Regions from separate parts of the Gossypium hirsutum genome. Here region 2 is linked to region 1. A link is a contact called in public Hi-C data. All regions are on one chromosome and are shown on one strand. Each heading gives the region's core, a stretch centred on a gene start, on an enhancer-like site or on the middle of the called end of the contact. The rest is flanking DNA. Distances are from core to core; before and after follow the strand shown. Region 1 holds the start of LOC107952941. Region 2 holds the start of LOC121232335 (U11/U12 small nuclear ribonucleoprotein 59 kDa protein).

Region 1 (3,324 bases), core at 427-2,926:
ATTGGTGATGATCACTTCCATTGTACTGTCTAGTTAAGTATGGATGTGGCGGCAGCTGTTGGTATTCCCCTGGCAACTGATGCGAGGTTCTTCCAAGCACTCGGGGTCCAAAATATGCAGGAACATGATTTGGATCAAGCATTCGAGGATGCCGTCCATGTGGAGTCATTGCATTCGCAACAGGATAAGCATCCGATTCTGGAAACTGAGCAAAGTAAGAGGTTCCTGCCCTAGAACCATCTTCATCAGGTCCATAGAAAGGTAATGAAGGGTTTTGTGATGCGGAAGAACCATTTGGAAACCAGGAACCAACACCACCAAATGACTCTGGAGGAGCAACCCTCCCATCAAGTGGAACCTTATCTTTTGGTTTATCTACCACATTACAGGACCTACTAAGTTGCTCCTTTATCTCATCTAGCTTCCTCAGAAGCATAGCTCGATCTTCTTCGAGGAGAATTCTACCAGAACCATCCTGGTCAGTTTGAGCCTGCAACCCATAAGAAGCATCTAACTGGCGGTTTGATGGGCCTTCATCCGGATGGTCTTCGGTAACATCTCTTGGAATTCTCGGAAAACCCTCCATCTCTTCTTGCTTCCCAGCTTCCCAATCAGGAACGTCTCCCAGTATTTGTGATCCACCAGTATGCCCAAATTTGGAATCGAAACTCTGGTTTCCTGTTCCAGTTAAATTTACCACCTCATCCTTATTTGCACTAATATCATTACCTTTGTCAACACAGCACTTATCAGCAGCAAGTTTAGGTTCATTCCTAGTTGTATCACACCTGAAAGAGCCAGCGGTTGATTTACCACCCGCATCACATGAGTCTACTATATCCTTCTCCGAAAAAATACGGAACTTGGTAGGAACTTGGCCGAGCCTGTCTTCTTCCAACTTCTCAGAGGAAGTTTCTGGTTCACAATTCTCAGTTTTTGCTGTTAATCAAACAACATTCCACTATCAATTTCATGCAAGAAATTATGCTCATTTGATTGCAAAAGGACCGAACTAAAACAGGAAACTGGAATCCAAAGCCTTAAATTATTTCAAACTACTCTAATAAGCAAAATTTCAAGTTAACACAGATACATGACAGGATGAGGGTAGAGACAGATTTGTGTCTCTTGGGTTCAACAACTTTCTCATCAGCCAAACAAAAAAAGTAGTAAAATAAAGAAAAACATAAAGAGAGAAAAGTACCTCGAAGAACAGCACCGCAGCCACCACACTTGTAAACAGAATATTCTGCAAGTTCTGGAAGAAGGTTTTCGCACTTTGGACACAAAACCAACCTTACTTTGGTTGACTCGGTCATTTTTTTAAGTCATTCAGGGTCCCAACACGCCAAAATTATAGAAAACGACGTCACGCCAGAAGCAATTTACTTGCTTAAACCATTTCTTTTCTTTTAAGAGCTAAAATATCCCCTCACGACTCTTGGCAACAGCCATCAGCATCAACAAACTCGCTTACTCATATATTTATATGAAGCCAACTTTGGGAACCCAGAAATGGAGAGCTAAGGAGGAAAAATAAGAAAAGGAAGCTGAATTGACGGTTCTCATAAGTTTCCTTTTAAAAGCCAAGTTGCTGGGTTGTTGTTGGTTTTCTCAGAGACCAAACATATAAACAAAAGAAACCCAGATTACATGATAGTTTCCCAAAGTTGTATGAAAAATAAAGAATATTCATACTTTTAAAGAAAATGTTGATTAAACTATTATCTTTTAACGATGTTGTTAATGTGGAGGTTACGTGTTAAAAGATTTGGAGCTTTGAATTTTTTGACATTGTACGGCTTCAAAGTTTCACACATTCAAGTTTTGAATTTTTTATTAATTAAATAAATTACGGTAAATTTAATTACAATATTTATATATATTTTTTGCCATTGTACGGCTTCTTGACTTTTTTTTAAGCTCGACTCCTTAGAATTGATTAGAATATAAATTCAAAAAAATTAAATTAATTGACTTGCGAACAAATACGAAATGTACTAAAAATTAATTTTATTTATTTTTAATTTTTTATTTAATCAAATTATATGGATCAATCAAATCAATTTGATAATAAACTTATCGGTTTGATCATTAATCTGGTTTTGAGTTTATTTGATACAAACGAAAAGTGAGATGAAAGAAATTAAGAGAGATGATCATTTTTTATTTTAATGTATAAAAATCAATAATTCCAAATTGACATGATGATAAGAATGTGTATTTTAATTTAAAATTATGATTTTTTTAAACATTTTATTTTCTTATCTTATTTTAATTTAAAAAATTACAATTTTTTTTAGTTTTCCTATCTTTTCTTTAAAATACACCTATAAGAACAGAATTATATTTTCCATTTTTGATTTTTATCTTTCTAATTTTATTTGGACTAAGAAATTATGGTATTAAGGTTGTACAATTAATGCAACCAAAGAGAGAAGAAGAGGAAAAGCAGTGATTTGTCGGTTGTGAAGAGTGAAGGAAACTGCGAAAATCTATTCCAACTCTGAAACATCTCATTGTTGTTTGCCCTTTAACATATGCTTATAACAAATATTATACAGAATTATATTTACTCGATAGTGTTATTAGCCCTTTTATATAGAATTTTTAGTAAAATATTTGAAAATGATAAATGGACAATATTCAATAAAATGTTGAATAGGTAAGCCATCATTTTATCAAATTTTTTGTATTTCTATTTTAATAGTTGAAAATTTAATAATAACTGCAAATAACAAATCATTAATCTGATGAATAATTCAATTATTTAATATAGCAGAAGTCCGTCAGCTAAACCAGGGGATGTGGTCCCATGCTGTCAATGTTGCACATTTCTCATTGCATGCTCTTACTTAAAACGTAATAATGGGAAGTTTTGGGACAAGTTTCTTTTATTTTCCCAGTACTTTTATAAGGGACAGGGGAGAGGTGGTCGTCCTTTCGTCTTGTTTTTCTTTTGGGAAATAAATGAAACATTGGTGGGAAAGCGCAGTCGGCATGGAAGGGTTTCACTTTTTAACTATGGATGATGATAGTGATTAATGGCGTGTGTTTTGAGAAGTGAGTGCAAGAGGTCGAGTTTTAATGGCAGCAATTAGATGGACGGTGGGGCATTTAACGTCAAGTTTGGTTTACGTGTAAGTACTAAATCATTAATGGAGGATGATACTACCAATAATATAATTAATAAAGAGGTTTAAACTAGGCTTAACAATTAATATCCACCCCTTAGCATAACTATTCAATATTAATCACAAAGTTAGTACAAAGTCACTTTTGTTCTTTCATTCAAATTAATTTTTCTACGGTGGAAGATCAAAA
Region 2 (3,324 bases), core at 407-2,906, 730 kb after region 1:
AGTTCAAGCTGACACATAAGACATACAATATTAATAAACAAAAAGAAATGAAGGAAATAACTAAAAATCAAAATAAAAGAAGCCCCTAAAATTTTCACTTTTCTAATGTTAATCTTCCTAGAAAAGACAGTTTAAGAGATAATACAAAAAAAGGCATTGTATCATAAGTACATGGGAGAAGCATCAAGGAGGTTTTTACAATCAAACTGTTATGTTGCCACCAAACTGTAAAGTCGACAATATAAGTATAAACTAACAGCATAGATGAAAGAAACATGTCGTTTTTCAAATCCTTTACCTCAGATTCCAGTCTCTTTTTTTCTTCCTTGGCTTTAAGCTTTGCTATTTCCTTCATCTTTTCGACCTGCAAATCAACTTAGTAGTCATTACCAAGTGAACTTACAAAAACAAGAGAAAAAAGGACTTTTGAGTTCTTGGCATCTAATGGAAGAATCGACGAAAATCTGTCAGTATGTTCATAGCAAGAAAACCCTCCTAGAACACAACAAGTACCTTCCGGCTGGCAATGTCCTTGGCAATCTCCCTAGCTCTCCACTCATCAGCTTCTCGGTCAGCTTGATCAAATTGTTCATGCTCCTAACATGCATAACAAGCTGAAAATATTAGCCATTTCCCACACAGGCCAATAGGGGAAAAAAAGAAAGATAAGGAGAAACCTTACAATGAGAAACCAAGAAAAACAACCTTTGCAAGCAATTCTGCAATTCGTTTCCGCTTTCTTTTCCTCCAAAGGTTATTCCTTTTAGACTTCTTAATTTTATTGGTCAGTCTAGCTACTGCTGATTTCTCCTCCCACGGGATCCCTTCATCTGCAACATATCTAAAGGGCTCTAACTGAGCTCTTAGCTTTGACATCAATGCATTCGCCGCTTCCAAAGACAGTAGCTCTTGAGTTTCCAAATCAATCCTCCTATCTTCTAGATACTTCAAGAACTCAGAAACAGAAGGGTCCATCGACCCATCTTTTATCATCGTCAGTATTTCCAACTCCTTTTGCCTAAGGAACAAACTGATTTTACTCGCAGTTAAAAGGAAATTCAAAGGCATACGGCACTTATAGTTGATATTAGCGAACTATATAAGAAAACAAAACTAACATACACGGCGTTGGCAAGATTGAGGGTATCTTGCAATTCTCTAAGGCGATCACGCACATTTCTGGTCTCCCAAAATGTACTCGAATTCGGAGGTTCCGGCGGTAACATTGGGAACCAAGGTGGAGGCGGCGCGGGTTGGAAGTGAACCGGATTCATTGCTAAATATGATTAAAAAATTGGATTCAATGATTAGATCAACACTGTGAATTAATAACAGGATACCTAGAGGTTTTATTCAAATTAGAGATGGGTTCATATAAGGAAAACAATAAAACAGAAAGAATATCAAAACTCGTACCTGCTTTATATTTTTCTTTCTGAAGAATTGTTAACTTCAAACCCTAGCACAAAGACACGAGATTTTGGGACGAAAGATGGCGCTAAAAGTAAGGATCTGGAGGAAACACCAAACATTTACGGGATTTAAGTGGGATCAATTAAAAATGAGACTCTTTATAGGATTGTTTTTGAAAAGTGAGTTTAAAACTTCTCTGGAAAACTGATTTCGGGAATATTTTTTTAAAAGTATTTAGTAATACTCTAAAAATAATAGTTTTTTTATATTATAAAGTAATAAATAAGTAATTAAATAATATTTAAATTAATATTTTAATAAGATTATAGAAAATAATTTATTATAATTTATTGTTAATATTTTAATATATGAAAATTTAATTTTAAATATTTTTTAAGTAATTAATCAGAGAAGGTGTTGGAGGTTGAAAACGTAATTAAATTATTAATAGTGCTTTTGGGAGAAAAAAGTTAAAAATTTTAACGGAGACTAGGCGCTGTGCGTATCGACCCGTGCAGTGCTGTAGCTAACACTTTAAGTATCTCGCCTGGGGATTACGTTCGCAAGAATGAAACTCAAAAGAATTGACGGGGGCCCGCACAAGCACTGGAGCATGTGGTTTAATTCAATGTAAAGGGAAGAACCTTACCAGGGCTTGACATGCCGCGAATCCTCTTGAAAGAGGGGGATGCCTTCGGTTCTCTATTTTGGAAAAGTGTTCTTAAACAACCAAAAATTTCCTTCAAAATTTACTTGTTTAGCATTACTTTTGTTTCAAAAGTATTTTTCATGTCAAAAGTACTTCTAAAAAACAATACTAAACACAGCCTTAGAAGGGGTTCATCGTCTCAGGTTTATGACATAATTTGAGCCCAAATATAAATGTGAAATTGGGTAAACTATCTAGTCGGTCACCCAATTTTTAGGCTGCTTTCATTTTAGTCCCAAAATGAAATCCTTGCAAATTGGTCACCCAACTTTCAGGGCACTTTTATTTTAATCACCCAAGCATTAATTCTCTAACAATGGTTAACTGTACACTCCACATCATATTTGTACTTTCATTTTGGTCACCCAACTTGTAGATTGCTTTTATTTTGGTCACCCAAAAAATATCTTTTTTAAGTATTAATCAGGGTAAGAAAAATCAAGGATTAAAGTGAAAAAGTGATAGAAATTAAAATAATACACAAAATTTGTCAAATTGTATTTGTTTACCTCATTGTCGAAAATTCTAGATTTGGGCTTTGAAATATAAAATTCTAATGATTAAGATTCAAAATTATTGTAACAAATCAGTTGTCACCTCCTATGGATAATTTTTTTAACAATTTATTTAATTTATTTTGATGTTTTGAATTTATTTTAAAAAATTATCAATGAAAATTATTGTCTTTAATAGTTGCCTACAAAATTCAAAATTTTTTCACTATATGATCTTGAATCTTCAGTACTAATTTAAAAGTAAAAAAAAATCATTGCAATTAGTTTAATTGATTAATTTTATCATGCCAAACAAAATTTATAATTTTTTCATCAGTTATTTACCCAAATGAATAACAAACAATTAATTAAGGATATTTTCATTTACTTTTAGGAAGATTCGAGATTATATAATAAAAATGAATTTAAGTTTTGTAAAAAATTATTAAATATGAGTTATTTCAGTTGATTTAGTTAATTTCAAATTTTAAAAAAAATAAAAGGAGATTAAATTAATTAATTTAAATATTATAGTAATAAATTGGTTGACATTATCAATGGAAAAAAAATTCAAACAATTTATTTTGATGTTTTGAAATTCAAATTTTCAATATTAAAAGAATTAGAATTTTTGGCAATGGAATAAATAAGTAAAAATTGATTTTTTTTGCATTATTTTAGTTTTTATTACTTTTTTAACTTTAATCA

What was found. Hi-C and Micro-C count contacts between places; a contact is called where the count stands out from the background.
Region 2: a contact with region 1 is called in a Hi-C map of leaf, with 2.6 times the contacts expected there. The contact joins the promoter of LOC121232335 here to the promoter of LOC107952941 in region 1. A contact is called at or near these places in 2 of 34 Hi-C or Micro-C datasets (both in leaf).

Annotation. Positions count from the first base shown.
Region 1 is chrA07:31,123,933-31,127,256 of Gossypium_hirsutum_v2.1, forward strand. It overlaps LOC107952941, which reads right to left and starts at 1,677. Exons shown (of 5, transcript XM_016888150.2): 1 at 1,205-1,677; 2 at 1-939. The coding sequence starts at 1,319.
Region 2 is chrA07:31,858,756-31,862,079 of Gossypium_hirsutum_v2.1, forward strand. It overlaps LOC121232335 (U11/U12 small nuclear ribonucleoprotein 59 kDa protein), which reads right to left and starts at 1,657. Exons shown (of 9, transcript XM_041118101.1): 1 at 1,417-1,657; 2 at 1,123-1,276; 3 at 706-1,030; 4 at 514-597; 5 at 299-364; 6 at 1-8. The coding sequence starts at 1,274.